Regions from separate parts of the Mus musculus genome. Here all the other regions are linked to region 2. Evidence: chromatin contacts called from public Hi-C and promoter capture Hi-C data. All regions are on one chromosome and are shown on one strand. Each heading gives the region's core, a stretch centred on a gene start, on an enhancer-like site or on the middle of the called end of the contact. The rest is flanking DNA. Distances are from core to core; before and after follow the strand shown.

What was found. Promoter capture Hi-C pulls out the DNA fragments that hold promoters and counts their contacts. A called contact is a pair of places that touch in the nucleus more often than the background predicts.
Region 1: a Hi-C map of Th2 cells shows a contact between it and region 2, with 3 times the contacts expected there. The contact joins the enhancer-like site here to the promoter of Tceanc in region 2. A contact is called at or near these places in 2 of 484 Hi-C or Micro-C datasets (CD4 T cells and Th2 cells), 1 of 115 datasets of contacts at active chromatin or transcription factors (memory CD8 T cells) and 1 of 9 other capture datasets (adipose tissue).
Region 3: a promoter capture Hi-C map of neutrophils shows a contact between it and region 2, with 6 times the contacts expected there. The contact joins the promoter of Tlr8 here to the promoter of Tceanc in region 2. A contact is called at or near these places in 4 of 39 promoter capture datasets (the C10 cell line, liver, neutrophils and 1 more) and 1 of 9 other capture datasets (macrophages).

The regions. Positions count from the first base shown.
Region 1 is chrX:167,104,732-167,109,156 of GRCm38.p6, reverse strand. No RefSeq gene overlaps it. Among named protein-coding and RNA genes, the nearest start is that of Gm15232, 4.8 kb to the right of the region's middle. Within about 2 kb of position 2,891, at least 58 of the 459 cell types and tissues checked have an H3K27ac peak or open chromatin away from gene starts, as enhancers often do. A contact at or near this core is called in Th2 cells, adipose tissue and memory CD8 T cells, where this site is marked.
Region 2 is chrX:166,507,541-166,511,846 of GRCm38.p6, reverse strand. It overlaps Tceanc (transcription elongation factor A (SII) N-terminal and central domain containing), which reads left to right and starts at 1,369. Exons shown (of 5, transcript NM_001007577.2): 1 at 1,369-1,554; 2 at 2,841-2,941; 3 at 4,101-4,138.
Region 3 is chrX:167,262,760-167,267,228 of GRCm38.p6, reverse strand. It overlaps Tlr8 (toll-like receptor 8), which reads left to right and starts at 2,900. Exons shown (of 3, transcript NM_133212.3): 1 at 2,900-3,077; 2 at 3,339-3,480. The coding sequence starts at 3,478.

The sequences.
Region 1 (4,425 bases), core at 1,642-4,141, 600 kb before region 2:
ACTAGTGTCAGCACTTATCTCCATAACACTGATCATCTGTTTCCTTATCTGTAAAACAAAGATGCTAGGTTATGACCTTTATGGTCGCATTGAAGGAAAGAAACAATAGCACTAAAACAATTAAGCACAAGCTGGTGTCGAGATTGTCACTAAGTCACCAAATATCTCTAGTAAATTCTACCAACTTAGAAATGAAGTGACAGCTCATGAAACTCTTAGGTTTGCCCTTTAATCTGAGAGAGGAAATAATATTTACCAGCAATCTGCTACTACAGCGGCGTTGTAGATAATGAAGACCTCCCCCCGCCCTTTGGCAGAATGAATGAAAACAGTCTGTATCAGAGAATTGATGATTCTCTCTTCTCCAAATCTACTCAAGATTCTGTGATGAAGGGACTCAGGTATTTACATTATTGAGTTTGGGTGTTGTTTGATAATGAAGACTCTGTCCTCCTGCCAGACAGAACCACTTCTATTATAGACCAGTCTAAATGTTAGTTAAGTTAAAGAAAACGCTAGATTGCGGTGGGGGGAGAAACAGGGGGCAAGCAGCAATACTGTCTATTTTTTCCTCTTCTACAGGAAGTCTCTGGCCGGAAGTCATATCACAGAGCATGCAGGTGCTTTGCAGGAAAGGACGCACCCACATTAAGCCCGGAAGGAACCCAAGGAAGCCGAGTTCTGCTTGTTTCTCTACCAATTGTATTCCACTCTCTACATTTCCAACCTAGAGCATTTGGCCATGTAGGCTATTCTTTGCAGCTGCATGCAATTAGTTGGGCTATGCTTTTGCTTTTTGCACTTTACCCAAAATTGCCTTGCCCTTTCTTCTCTTTGATGGGCTTTGATGGGCTTGAATTTCACTGGGACACAAGAGCAAACTGGCATTGAATCCCAGACCTGTTTCACTTATCCATTCATTTGTTGATGTAAAAGTTTGGAACACTAGTAGAGCAACTAGTAGAACACTTTCCTAGCATACATAGGGTCCTGGGTTTGATGCCCTAGAACTGAAAAAAACCTGCTCACACGTTGTTGTTGATTTATTTTCATTTCCATCATAGACGAAAAAGGAAAGTTAAGATGATGACTGCCATGGTATTTTTTAAGACAGGCTCTGGTGGTAGCTATAGCTTGTCAACCAAGTATTCGCTCCCTACTTAAGTTATTTCTTTGAGAAAGGGTCTCACTGTGTTGCTCTGGCTGGCTTGGAACTCACTGTGGAAACCAGTCTGGCCTCAAACTCACAGAGATCTGCCTGCCTCTGCCTCCTAAGTGCTAGGATTAAGGGTATGTGCATAAGTCATTTTTAATTGGGCAACATTACCATGTATCTCTAAGGTTATTTATTTGTTAAACTTAATACCCTTGAGAGTGAGAAATCAGAAAGTGGAAGGAGAATAAGAGAAGTCCTCTTTCGTTTAAGATCTTGTGGGCTAGGTCTGTTTCCTCTGCCTACTCTTTGTCTGAAGTTTTGAAAGATAACAAAAACCTTCAGTGGGGTAATATAAAAACCTTTACACAGGCTGCCCCTTCTCTTACACAATATGCATCGTCCTGAAGTCCTACAATGTGATTACAGTCCACATTAATGGCTCATAATGGACGTGTAGCCTGCTTGCAAAGCTCATACGAGTGCATCCTAAAATATGAGCATCATCTGTCTTGGAGGGAAATGCTTCACCCAAGACTGCTAGGATCTGAAAGCTTGGTGTGTAAGCATCTGAGCATCTTAGAAGTTAGAGCCCTCTCAAATTCTCCCTTAATGCTTGTTCAACAGTGCTAAATAACATTGATTGGGACTGAGAGCAGATAAATAACAGAAGACAGCTAAAAGGGCTTCATTTCCCAAAAGAGATTGCTCTCAGCTATGAGAGTGTAAAATGTCCTTCCCTTCCCTAAGTGAGCCATGAGGATGCCTGCTCAAGGGAAAATGGCTCCACCTGAGAGATTCTTTAAGAGCAATTGAGAAAAGGCTCTACACCGGGCTTTTCCTCAGCTGGACCCAGCTTGCCATCCTCTGGGTGGTACCTTTGGATGTTACATGTAAAGGGACTATGAACAAGAAAACAGATGACTTTTGTTTATATGCTAAGGGGTTCCATGTGATGAGTACTAGAGTCTTGGTAATGTTCTTGTGCATCTTGTGTGAATGTTTCCGAATGCACGTCTACCTGAACGTTATACTGAAAACAGTACTATTTATCAATTGCTTGTGAGAAAGCCCTAGGAACTTCCTGTTTCAAGTGGACCAGAATAAAGATGGCAAAGTACCATGTAATTTTCTTTGTCTCTGCTATTTTCAAGCTAGGAAAGGAAGTGTATTTATGAATACTTTAGATACCTCCACTAGTATGCAGATACAAGATGACAGAGGGGAGACTGTAGATCTGGCTTAGCTCCTCCACCTAAGCCTTTGGGAGAAATCAGGACACCTCTGTGGACTAAAGCAAAGCAGTTTGACAGAAGGACTTACGAGGATGGATTGTCTAAGATAGGGGAAGATAGATGACCAACAGAAAGGTAAGATTGGCATGGATAGTTGGGATATGAGGTCAGAAGCCTTTCACCCGCTCCTGCTTCATCTACTGTCTATTCAGAACAAATAGTGGAGACGCTTGGTGGTGGTACAGGGCTGTAATCTTCATACTTGGAGGTGGAGACAGGAGGATCCAGCTTGAAGGTCATCCTCATCTACAAAACGCATTTGAGGCCATGTCTCAAAACATTCAAACCTCTTAAAAAAAGAAAAAAAAAGGATTAGCATCTAGTCACCCAGTTGCCGTTGGTGTCAAAGTTCTAATCACAATATGAGCAGTTTACTGAAGGTAGAACACTGTGGTCACAACCACACGTCCCAAAATAGGCATTTTCTTTGGGCCTACAAGGCCCCTCCCTCCCTTGAATACTGCACCGTTTGCTTGCATGCACTCTAAGTTGCGTGCAATGGCTGGAGGCTTTCTCTTCCCCTATGTTAACTCAAGAAAACAGAAGGATGCCTCAGCCAGACAGCAGCCGCCCTCGCTCGGTCCCTTCCTTCTCTGTGCTCTGGCAGCTGGTGATTTCTTCATTCTCTTAATCTGTCAGGAGAATCGAATCATTGGGGCGCATAGTCCCTCAATTAGAATGCAAGAGCAGCCGCCTCCATCACAGTCTGCCTGGGGGAGCTGTTTATTCCCTAGTCTGAATGTGAAAGCCGTGGCTTTTGGCAGGGTGCATGCAATATGTAATCATGAAAGTTCTTTTTGAAGCAAGAGTGACTAAAGTTCAAATGGATGCAAGACTGATAGTCTCATCTCCATCTTGTCTTCTGGGCTGTTAGTATGCTGTCCTTTTCATATTATTAATTCATTAAGGAACAGCAAGCTCCTGTGGGGTATTACTTTCCGAAGTGGGCTTTTTCATTGTAAAACCACTTACACATAGGGGATTTGGACAATATAGAAAAGCTCAATAGCTGGGGAGGGGCATTAAATCTTTATAAGCTTTGCCCTCAGCTAATGAGAAACTGTTGTTGCTATTCTGACGTAGTTTTTCTCTTTTATATTTGAAACAGAGTCCCATGTGCACAAGGCTGACCTCAAACGTGATATGTAGCTGAGGGTGACTTTCAATTTCTGATCCGCCTGCCTCTGCCTCCCAAGTGCTGGGACATGGTTTTGGTCTCTTTGTCTACATGTTTTCTTACACACACATTTCTTTTTCGACAAACCCAGACAAACCCAGATCATTCTGTTTCTTTTCATGTTGTGAGAAATTTTACTCATATATTCTCATTCTTCTGGAACATGACTATTAACAATTATGCTTACTGTATGAGCATGCCATCCACGTGTTTAAATTGTTTTTGAAGGATATTTAAGAGGCAGACCACTTTTCTCTAATGAATATCTCTGACTGCAGGTTTTTTTTTTACTATATTTCTTAATATCAGCCAAGCCTACATCTTTGAATGAAAATATTCAAAGTTAATGTGTTGTCTGATAGATCAACAAAATCGGCTACACTAATTTGTGGCCATATTAAGTTCGCTTTATTTTTGTTAGTAAAGGATCATTGGAATTTAGGGCTGATAGTGGCCATGCAGTGCTCTTAAATGATGGTGAGACGCTCCATACCTGGGATTTTAGATCTAAGCGGAAAACTTGTCAGAGATGGATGGAGAGTACTTTCTGGAGAGAAATGAGCCCTTTGGCAGAGCCACTGATTTTTATAGTGACATCAGTCCAGAAGTCATTCAAAGGAAGTTTGAAAAAGCACGTTGTCCAAAATTTCTCTACGCTCTTCCAACCCACACATATTGAAGTCAGAGTCTGTGACGAGGTGGACCAGTAAAGTTTCTGTGAGAAGGTGCATGCATGCTTGTACTTCGTTACTGTGAAAAAGAGAAAGAGAGAAAGAGAGAGAGAGAGAGAGAGAGAGAGA
Region 2 (4,306 bases), core at 120-2,619:
TGTAAATCAATTATTTCCGAGAACTTCAACACCAAATGGTGTTACTTTCAGAGTGATAAACCATAGCAAAAAACAAAAAAAAAAAAAAACAAAAAAAAACCAAAAACTTCTAGACTGGGCCTAGTGATACACACCCATAGTATCAGCACTTGGAGAGCAAGAAGATTATCCTAGTTTGAGGACAGCCTGGACTACATAGTTGTAGACCAGGCTAGACTACAGTGTGAGAATCTTGTGTTTAAACCAAACCAAACCCAAACCAAGATTGCTTTGTAATCATACCCTAATACTAACCGTTCAAAACAGAAAAATAATCAGGCATCCCTTATCCTGATCAGTGTGAGTTCCTTGTCCTCCCTCTGCTGAGGTAAAATCTCTTACATTCATGACCAGATCACCCTGCTGTATCCCTGCTATGAACAGATCCAGTACACAACACTGAGGGGTTGCTTCCTTAAATCTTTTCCTGAATTGTTTTGGCATTGGAGGTCAAAGGAGTCTGCCACATTTTCTAGTTCAATTATCACTGTGGTTTTAATCCTTGAAGGCAGACCATGTTCACACATACACTCAGGTTTCTTGTAACTAATTACTGAATGGTTACTACTTCCTTTCATTCTTGTGATGCATGTTATATGCTTGTTGGACTAATTACTGTTAGGCATGACAGTAATTATGGCTTGCCTTTTTGCTGCCTGGTTTGTTAGTTGAGAGAGTCTTACTATGTAACCCTAGCTGGTCAGAAACTTATGGACCTTCTCCCATCTCTGCCTCTGGAGCGCTAGTATTATATGCCACCAGGTTTAGCCATTTTTATATTGATTTAAAAAAAAAAACCCAACCATTTATTATTACAGACCATCACTGTTAGCCATTTATATTTTATTTGATTGTTCTTATGGAGGGTTTTACATTTGTTTATTTTTATTTATTTAGGAAGGCGAGTACCGGGTCCAGCCTGTTTAGTTTTGCCCCAGGCTGTCCTCGAACTCGGGATCCTCCGGTCTCTGTACTTTAGTCTTCAGCCTTTGCCTACTGGGGTCCATCACCACAGCCAGCCTGTTTTTATTTTTGTCCCATCTGTTTTACTGGTTTGACGGAAACTAAAAAGAGTAAGCGCATCAACAAACGTTGCCACTGAAACGCAGCAGCCGGGTTAGTTTCACTTCGGGCCTTAGCTCCTCTCTCAAGGGACCACTCTGCGAGGCCCGCGGCCGCTCTGCGCAGGCGCCAAGTCCAAAGCACCTTAGCGTCCAATCCCACGCCCACGTTGGCTCGCCGGAACCTTAGGACTGGTGCAGGCTCTGTCGTCCGGCCCCAAGAAACGGAAGTTCCCTCCAGGAGGAGGCGGCACCGCCCACTGGAGGGCGGCGCCTGCGCTTCTGGGCGGGCGGTGCTGCGGCCGCTAGGGCAGTGACCGAGCATCTCCGATGGCGGCGTTCCGCCATTTCCGTTACCTCGGCCCCCGCGGAAGGGCTAACTCCCGGGTCCAGTGGAAGGCAATCCCGGCTCGCAGGGGCGCTCTGGTGCTCCCCGTGCCCAGGCTGCTCGAAGGTTGATTTCCTCCTCCCTTTAGGTGCTGTCATTGGAGCGGGCCGGAAGGCGCGCCGCCATGGCTGTACGGCCTCAGGGCCGTCCCCCGGGGTGGATTTCTGCAGGCTTTGTTTAGTAGTCAACCCCACCCACAGGAATCTCTCTGGGCGGGCCGGTTCCTCTCCCTGTCCCTTCCCCCGGGATCCTAACGTGGCTGCCTAAAAACAACGCCCCGCCAGCGTCTCGTGTCCTAGCCCCCCAGCCCCCCATGGCCCGTCCATTCCCTTCTGAGCCAGGGCCTTGAAGCTTGACCGATAAGTTTAGCCTGGAGCTAGAAAATTTCTCTTTTTTTCCCCTCCTGGATGTTGAGAGAGATTTAAAGACTGCTGGTCTGTTCCCTAAGCCTCTGGAAAATTTCACAGTAACTTTCCTGTGCTTTTTCTTCACGTTTGGACGATTTTAGTGCAGATGTGTGTATGCCCTTCCTATAATTGCATATTCCCAGGCGTCTGCATGCATTCAGGCAACACATGGTAGGGCCGACTCTTGCTGTCACTATAAAAGGTTTTGTATGTGCACACACATTGTACACACACACACATATACATACTCATACACACACTGGTAAATGGTAAAATGTACACTCATATATGAACTACAACTGCCATGAAATGTGTCTGATCTGGATTGGAGTGTGTTCGAGTGTAAAGCACAGCAGACTTTTGTTTTTGAGAATTAACACAAAAAGGAATTAAAATACCCTTTTATCAGATTTTGAAAGGACAGTATTGGGGCGAAGCTTAGGTGTAGCTCAGTAGTAGAGCACATACTTTAATCTGCCTAAGGCCCTGGGTATGAACTCTGCCACTGCATTTTAAAGGAAAAATATTTTAGCTAAGTAAAACTAGAATTAATTCCAACAAATTTTAACATACTATCACACATTTAAAAAATATCTTTGTGGCTTGAAATCTTTATATGAGATAGCATTGCTCTACAAAGGGTGCTTTCAAACAGTACCCTGTGGCCAAACACAGACTGCCCACATTCTCTTTTGAAATACAGTCTCTTGTAGCCCTGGCTGGCCTCTTTCTGACCACACTGGCTTTATGAGGTGTGCATAGAGGGGGGTGGGCTTGAGGAGGGTGCAAACTCAGTGCCCTGTGCATGTTAGGTAAGTGCTCCACGAACTGAGCCTCATCTTCAGACCCCCTCCCTCAACACACACACTTTAAAAAATAATTTGTGCTAATCAACTTAGATGTCTTCCTTAATTACTGTCCTCCCCCCTCCCTTTTTTGAGACAGGGTCTGACACTGAACCTGAAGCTCACCAGTTCAGCTAGACTGCCTGGCCAGTGAACTCCAAAGACTGACCTGTCTCTCCCTTCCCGTTGCTGGAATTACAGGTGTGCACCATAAGCCTGGCTTTTTATGTAGATGCTGGGGATCAAGACTCAGGTCCTCATTGCACAGCAAGCAGTTTACCACCTGAGCCATCTTCCCAGTTCCAGCCTGCCTTATTAGGTTTAATTGTATATAGATGTGTGGGTATATGCATGTGAGTGCCAGTCCTACAGGAGGCCAAAGGCATCAGGTTTTCCTAAAGCTGGGTTATAAGCACTTGTGAACTACCCAGTATAGGGTGGGAACTAAAGGGGATGTAGGGGAAGGAGGCAGGAGGGAGGATAGCCCAAGCCCGGCCAGCGTTCCTCCTATGCTCTGGGCAGGCAGACGCCGTAAGGCTGCCAGAAGCTTTCCACTCAGCCCGGGTGGGCATTTAAGCCACTGACCCCACTTGACAGGGGGTGGGGTGGGGTGGACAAGGGGCAGCCCCTGAAACCAGGGCCCCCAGGACAACACCCTGTTGCCCCGGCGTTATGGGAGCAAGGGCTGAAGGAAGAGAGGTAAGGGCTGAAGGAAGAGAGGTTCCCACACAGGTGAGAGTAAGTGTAGGGGGCCTTGATGAGCAGAGACAGTCTATGGTTTTAGAGCTTTATTGTAGAAAGGCAGGGGGAAAGAGAAAAGAAAGGCTAGAGAATAAGAGTAAGAGAGTGAGAGGAGAGGAGAGAAGAGTAAGGGGAGTAAGAGGAAGAGAGCGAGGTGGAGCCAAACAGCTCCTCTTATGGTTTGCTGTAATCTTTACTATTGCTAGGTAACTGGGAGGAGTTTAGCCTGAAGGTCAGAAGCTTGGGACATTGTCTACATGACTACTAGCCATGCTTCTCCTGTGGGGGTTGAGGGGAAAGTAACTTCGACAGGAGCCAGGGTCCAGGAGACACGAGGGAACGCCTTCCATCCCATGTAGGTGGGAATTACCACCACTGGGTCCCGGGGTTCAACATCTAGCCTCAACTGGAAACCAGGCTGTCTGTGCATAGCCCAGTGCCCCACAGTGTAGGTGCTGGAAACTGAACCTGGCTCCTCTAAGATAGCAGTACACAACTGCTTAACCATCACTCCAGCCCCATTCAGTATTTGCTATCTGTTTGTTCTGCTGCAAAAGTAATAGAGTTAAATAGTCCCTGCACCAGAAGTCTAAAGTATTTCCTATCTGTCCTTTTACAGAAAGTATTTGCTGGCCTCCTGTCCTGGAAAAATAGCTGGTATGTAGATATTAAATCTTTTTTAATGTTTTTTTTTTTAAGACAAAGTCTCACTATAAAGCTCATGTTGTCTAGACTTGACAAACATCCTGCCTTAGCCTCCAGAGTGCTAGGATATATGTGTCAGTATACTTAGAAAGATTTATTCATTTTTAAGTTACAGTTAAT
Region 3 (4,469 bases), core at 1,651-4,150, 750 kb before region 2:
TCACACACACATAAAGTAATGAATATAATTTAAAATTATTAAAATATTTGTATACAAAAGCAGAGAAACTGGGTGGTTATAATGAGATTTTTATAAAAGAACTAAGAAGTTAGGACAGGACACCTGTTGAAATAGATGAAAAACTCATGACCAGCCTTTCCTCAAAACAGTGACAGAACACTTGATGTCATCCAATTTTTCACGTGGGATATTAGTGAAGAGAGATATTGAAAATGCATCAGAGCAGAACTTGAGTGGTAAGAGTTCTATACTTACTTTTCCTGTATTGAACCCTTGATCTTTGGTTCCCGTTCCCTTACCCATAAAATTTGATGACTCTTTGTAGCTTTTAACTACTGTGGTTACTTGTCATTATTTGGGAGAGTCTGGCTTAAGGAAATACAGAAAAGAATGGGAGGAAGACCTGGGTTTCAGATAATTATTCTTTAGCTCTAGAGGGACTCAAGGATGAATTTGCCAAGGACTATGTTGGGATCTTGCCTTCTCTTGTATCTGTTATTATACTAACCATACAATTATACTAACCATAGGAAAAAGGTCTCTTCATCACAGTCAAATGCATTATTGTACACAGTTGCAAAGATTGTCCTCTGCAAACCTACTTGTGCAACTACATAGTCAAGTAAGTTTGTCATTTAGCCCTCCTTCCTCTTACCTCGCTCTGTTCACTAATTTGGAACTATATTCGCTCACATAGAAGAAGCTAAGTCGTTTACCTAAAGAGCCATCCATTCCTAATGAGTGCTGAGAAGTTGTATAGTGGAACACTTTGAGCTTGGAGTTGAAGTGAGGAATGAATACGGAAATAGAAAACAACCATTGAGGCTGGGAATGAGTAGGGGACAAATGGCTCAGCAGAGAAAAATGAAAGATGTGATTAGGAGATATCCAATAGCTTTATACCTTGGATGGCAGGCAGGGCAGAGAATGCAGAGCAATTCCAGCAGTTACCAGTACTAACTCTTGGGCTTGGCCAGAGGGCAAGATCAGCTGACCACTCTGCATGTTGTATGGCAGACCTTCTTTACAGGTCCTACCTGACCTCCTATCAATTCTTTGTTCATTTTCATCATTGGTTGGGAACAATAATGATTTTATGCATTTTTCTGGAAGATAAAAGCCTGTGTGGGTGTGGTTTATGCTCATGTGTAATTGTATTTTATATGCTTCTTATTAACTGTTCTTATTAACTGTTGGTTGGTATTTTGCACCTTTGAACCCAGACCACAAGAGTCATATTCTTCTATCTGAACCAAGATAGCCTGCTCAGCCATCTCACTATGTTTCTGTTTGCGCTGTTATTGTTGCTTAGAGCATTGAGTTTCTAAAATAGGATGTCAACATGACCTGGAATTCACCATGGAGACCAGGCTGTCTTCAAATGCATGGAGACCCTCCTGCTTCTACCATCCAAGTGCTCAGATTACAGTGTGCACCATCATACTTGCTTAGAACTTTCTTTTGAACAGTGTTCAGGAGAAACAAAAAAAGTGAGAGGTGTCTAAATATAGCCTTTGATTTCTGAGGCCCCATCCTCCCTGAGACCATGCCTTCCCTGTGGTAATGGAGCATACTGATTCGTAAACTGTAAGCCCAAGTAAATCTTTCCTCTGTTAAAAAAAAAAGATTTCTGGTTATGTCACAAATGTTTAAGCTGTCTCTGTTCCTTGATGACCTGGATCCTAGAAAGCTCTCCCCGACCATGGCCAAATCGTGAATACCTCAGGGACTGATACTCAGAAGTCAGTCTAGGAAAGGTTATCCAAGGTATTCTATGACTTCTTCAAGGCATTTTTTTCTATAACCAGGCTTTCTGTGGTCCACATTTCTGTGAATGACACACAGTGTGTTTACCTCTTACTTAGTAGGAGGAGGCTCTATAGAACAGAGCACCTCACTCTGACATACTTCTTTCTCCAGAGGCCAGCAAGGACTTTCTGTTAAAAGTTGGCATTTTGGGACAAGAGGTGAATTTCTGATATCATGTATATCCTTACATGGTAACTGAAAAACAATATCTCACAATTATTTCATTTATAAAATTCAAAACAGAATAATAGCTGAGGGTAGATTTTACTATGTACATGGTAATCAGAAAAAAATTAGAATTAGTTTTTGAGAGGGGTGTTTTTATAATTAGAGATTGAAGCTAGTGCTTCAACATGCCAAATTGCCAAATGTTCCTTTGTAAATTTTTGGTTTTTTGTTTTGTGTGTGTGTGTGTGTGTGTGTGTTTACTTGTGGACCAGATGTTGCTCCAAGGTTTTTGATTGTGAATACCTTTCTATGAAATATGTGGTGGGGCCCTGGCCCTGGAAGCTCCAAGTCTAATTTTATCCAACCAAATGAGAAAAGGGAAAAATCCCCAGACTCTACAATGCTCATCCAATCCCTCTTGCTCTCACTCAATGAGGAATTCTTTTATTTTTGAATGAACATTTATTGACCTTACATTGCATGTCAGGTGCTGCATGTAGAAGTGCCCCAGCTACAGTGGGCGATCCCTAGACACCTATGCAGCATGGCAGTCTTGAAAAGGTGTGGAACAAAGCAGAAGTATATATGAGTTACATACCTAAAGATAAGTTTCATAAATCCCAAATTTGATACAAATTTATGGTACAGGTGTTTGCTTTTTAAAATAATTTTTCATCAAAATATTATTTTCTCCCCCATTTTATTGCCTGTTTCCCTCCTAATCCTGCTTACCCAAACCCTACAGGTATCCATAGACATGAATATATGCCAACTCAAAAAAGTATGATGTGAGGGTTCTATGAAAATAATTTTATAAATGACTTTTCCTCTGAATTCAGTTTCGAAATTTTTAAAGCATAGCCAATAAGTGATTTGGCAACAGTTAAGAAATCACAAGTTCCTGTCTTCCAACATAAACTTCTGCAAATCCATTGCTAGATTTTGCTGATGCTAAAGCGACCAGATTTCAGAAGTTTGCCAAAGTCTGCTCTCTGCACAGCTACTGTACACAGAGGACCACTGCACTGCTACTACAAGCTATTGAAAGAGAACCTTGAAGGGATCCCAGCCAGAAAGGGGTAAGCTATGTGCGAGCTTGTCTCAAAGATCTCCTGCAAAATATAATTTCCCATCTAGAGATCCGGGTTGGTGGCTACTGATGGAAACAAAGAAAGTACTAACTGAGCCAAGTAGTAGCAGAAGCCAGAGGAAACCAGCAGCACACATTGTATGCTGGGAGGACTGCCTGTCTGATGAGTTTGTGCGAATGTTAAGATAAACTAAATTAGAGAGGAAACTTTGAAAGCCGAATACAATGATAATATTATCATTCTGAACAGGAAAGCAAGAGCCTTCCAAGAAAGAATTTGGGCTGTTCTATTATTTTCTGGTCCAGCTATAGAGCACATCTTCTTCCAGAAAAACAGAGTTGGATGTTAAGAGAGAAACAAACGTTTTACCTTCCTTTGTCTATAGAACATGGTAAGTTCCCTACCGCTAGACCAGTGGTTCGCAACCTCTCTAATGCTGTGACACTTTAATATAGTTCCTCATGTTGTGGTGACTTCCAACCACAAAAATATTTCATTGCTACTTCATTACTGTAATTCTGCTCCTGTTATATTTAATTGTAATGTAAATATCTGTGTTTTCCTATAGACTTAGGCAACCTTTGTGGAGAGAATTCTTTGACTCCCAAAGGGGTCATGACCCACAGGTTGAGAACCATTGCTTTACAAACATGGTTCAGTATCTGCAGTCTGGTGATAGTTGCTTTTAACTACTAAAAGCTGGAGTTTCTGTAGCAGCAGCTCCTTTTCCTGTTTGAAGTTTTAAAATGCACATCTCACTGCATCTGCTGCTATTGCCTTACACTGTCTAGATGCAGCAAGAGTTCTATTCTTATCATTGTCAAAAGATATTTGATTGAAAAGCAAACAAACTACAAGTTTCTCTGAATGGTGTATGTTATAGAAAATTCAGGGAAGTATAAGGAGAAATTGGAATATCTGACTTGAAACAAATCTCACTTAAAATTGACCATGTATGTTTTCCCTAGCCATTTAGTGCATATGAAAGGCCTTGGTGTGCTTTTGACACTAATTTAATGTCTATTTAACTTATTGGAAGTTAATTTTTATGCTCAGTTAGGTCCATAATGGAGCTTGAATATCAATTCATTTTGCAGTAAAATTTTATGATCCTTACAAATGACTGTGATCTATATGGGATTGGTCCAAAGAGACCAAAAGCACATATGACACTGCAATTGAAGTCGCCCAGTTTCGACTTGGTAAATTGCTATGATAGTCAAAATAGCTATGTCGTAAGAAAGGAGAGTATAGAACAGTAAGTGAATCAGAGGAAGCTTGTAAAGAAGTCCTTGGCTTCCACCTGTCACCAGAGGGAAAGAAGAGGGTAGGTTTTACAAGCTTACATTGATTCTCTCACTGTTTATATTTTACGGTCTT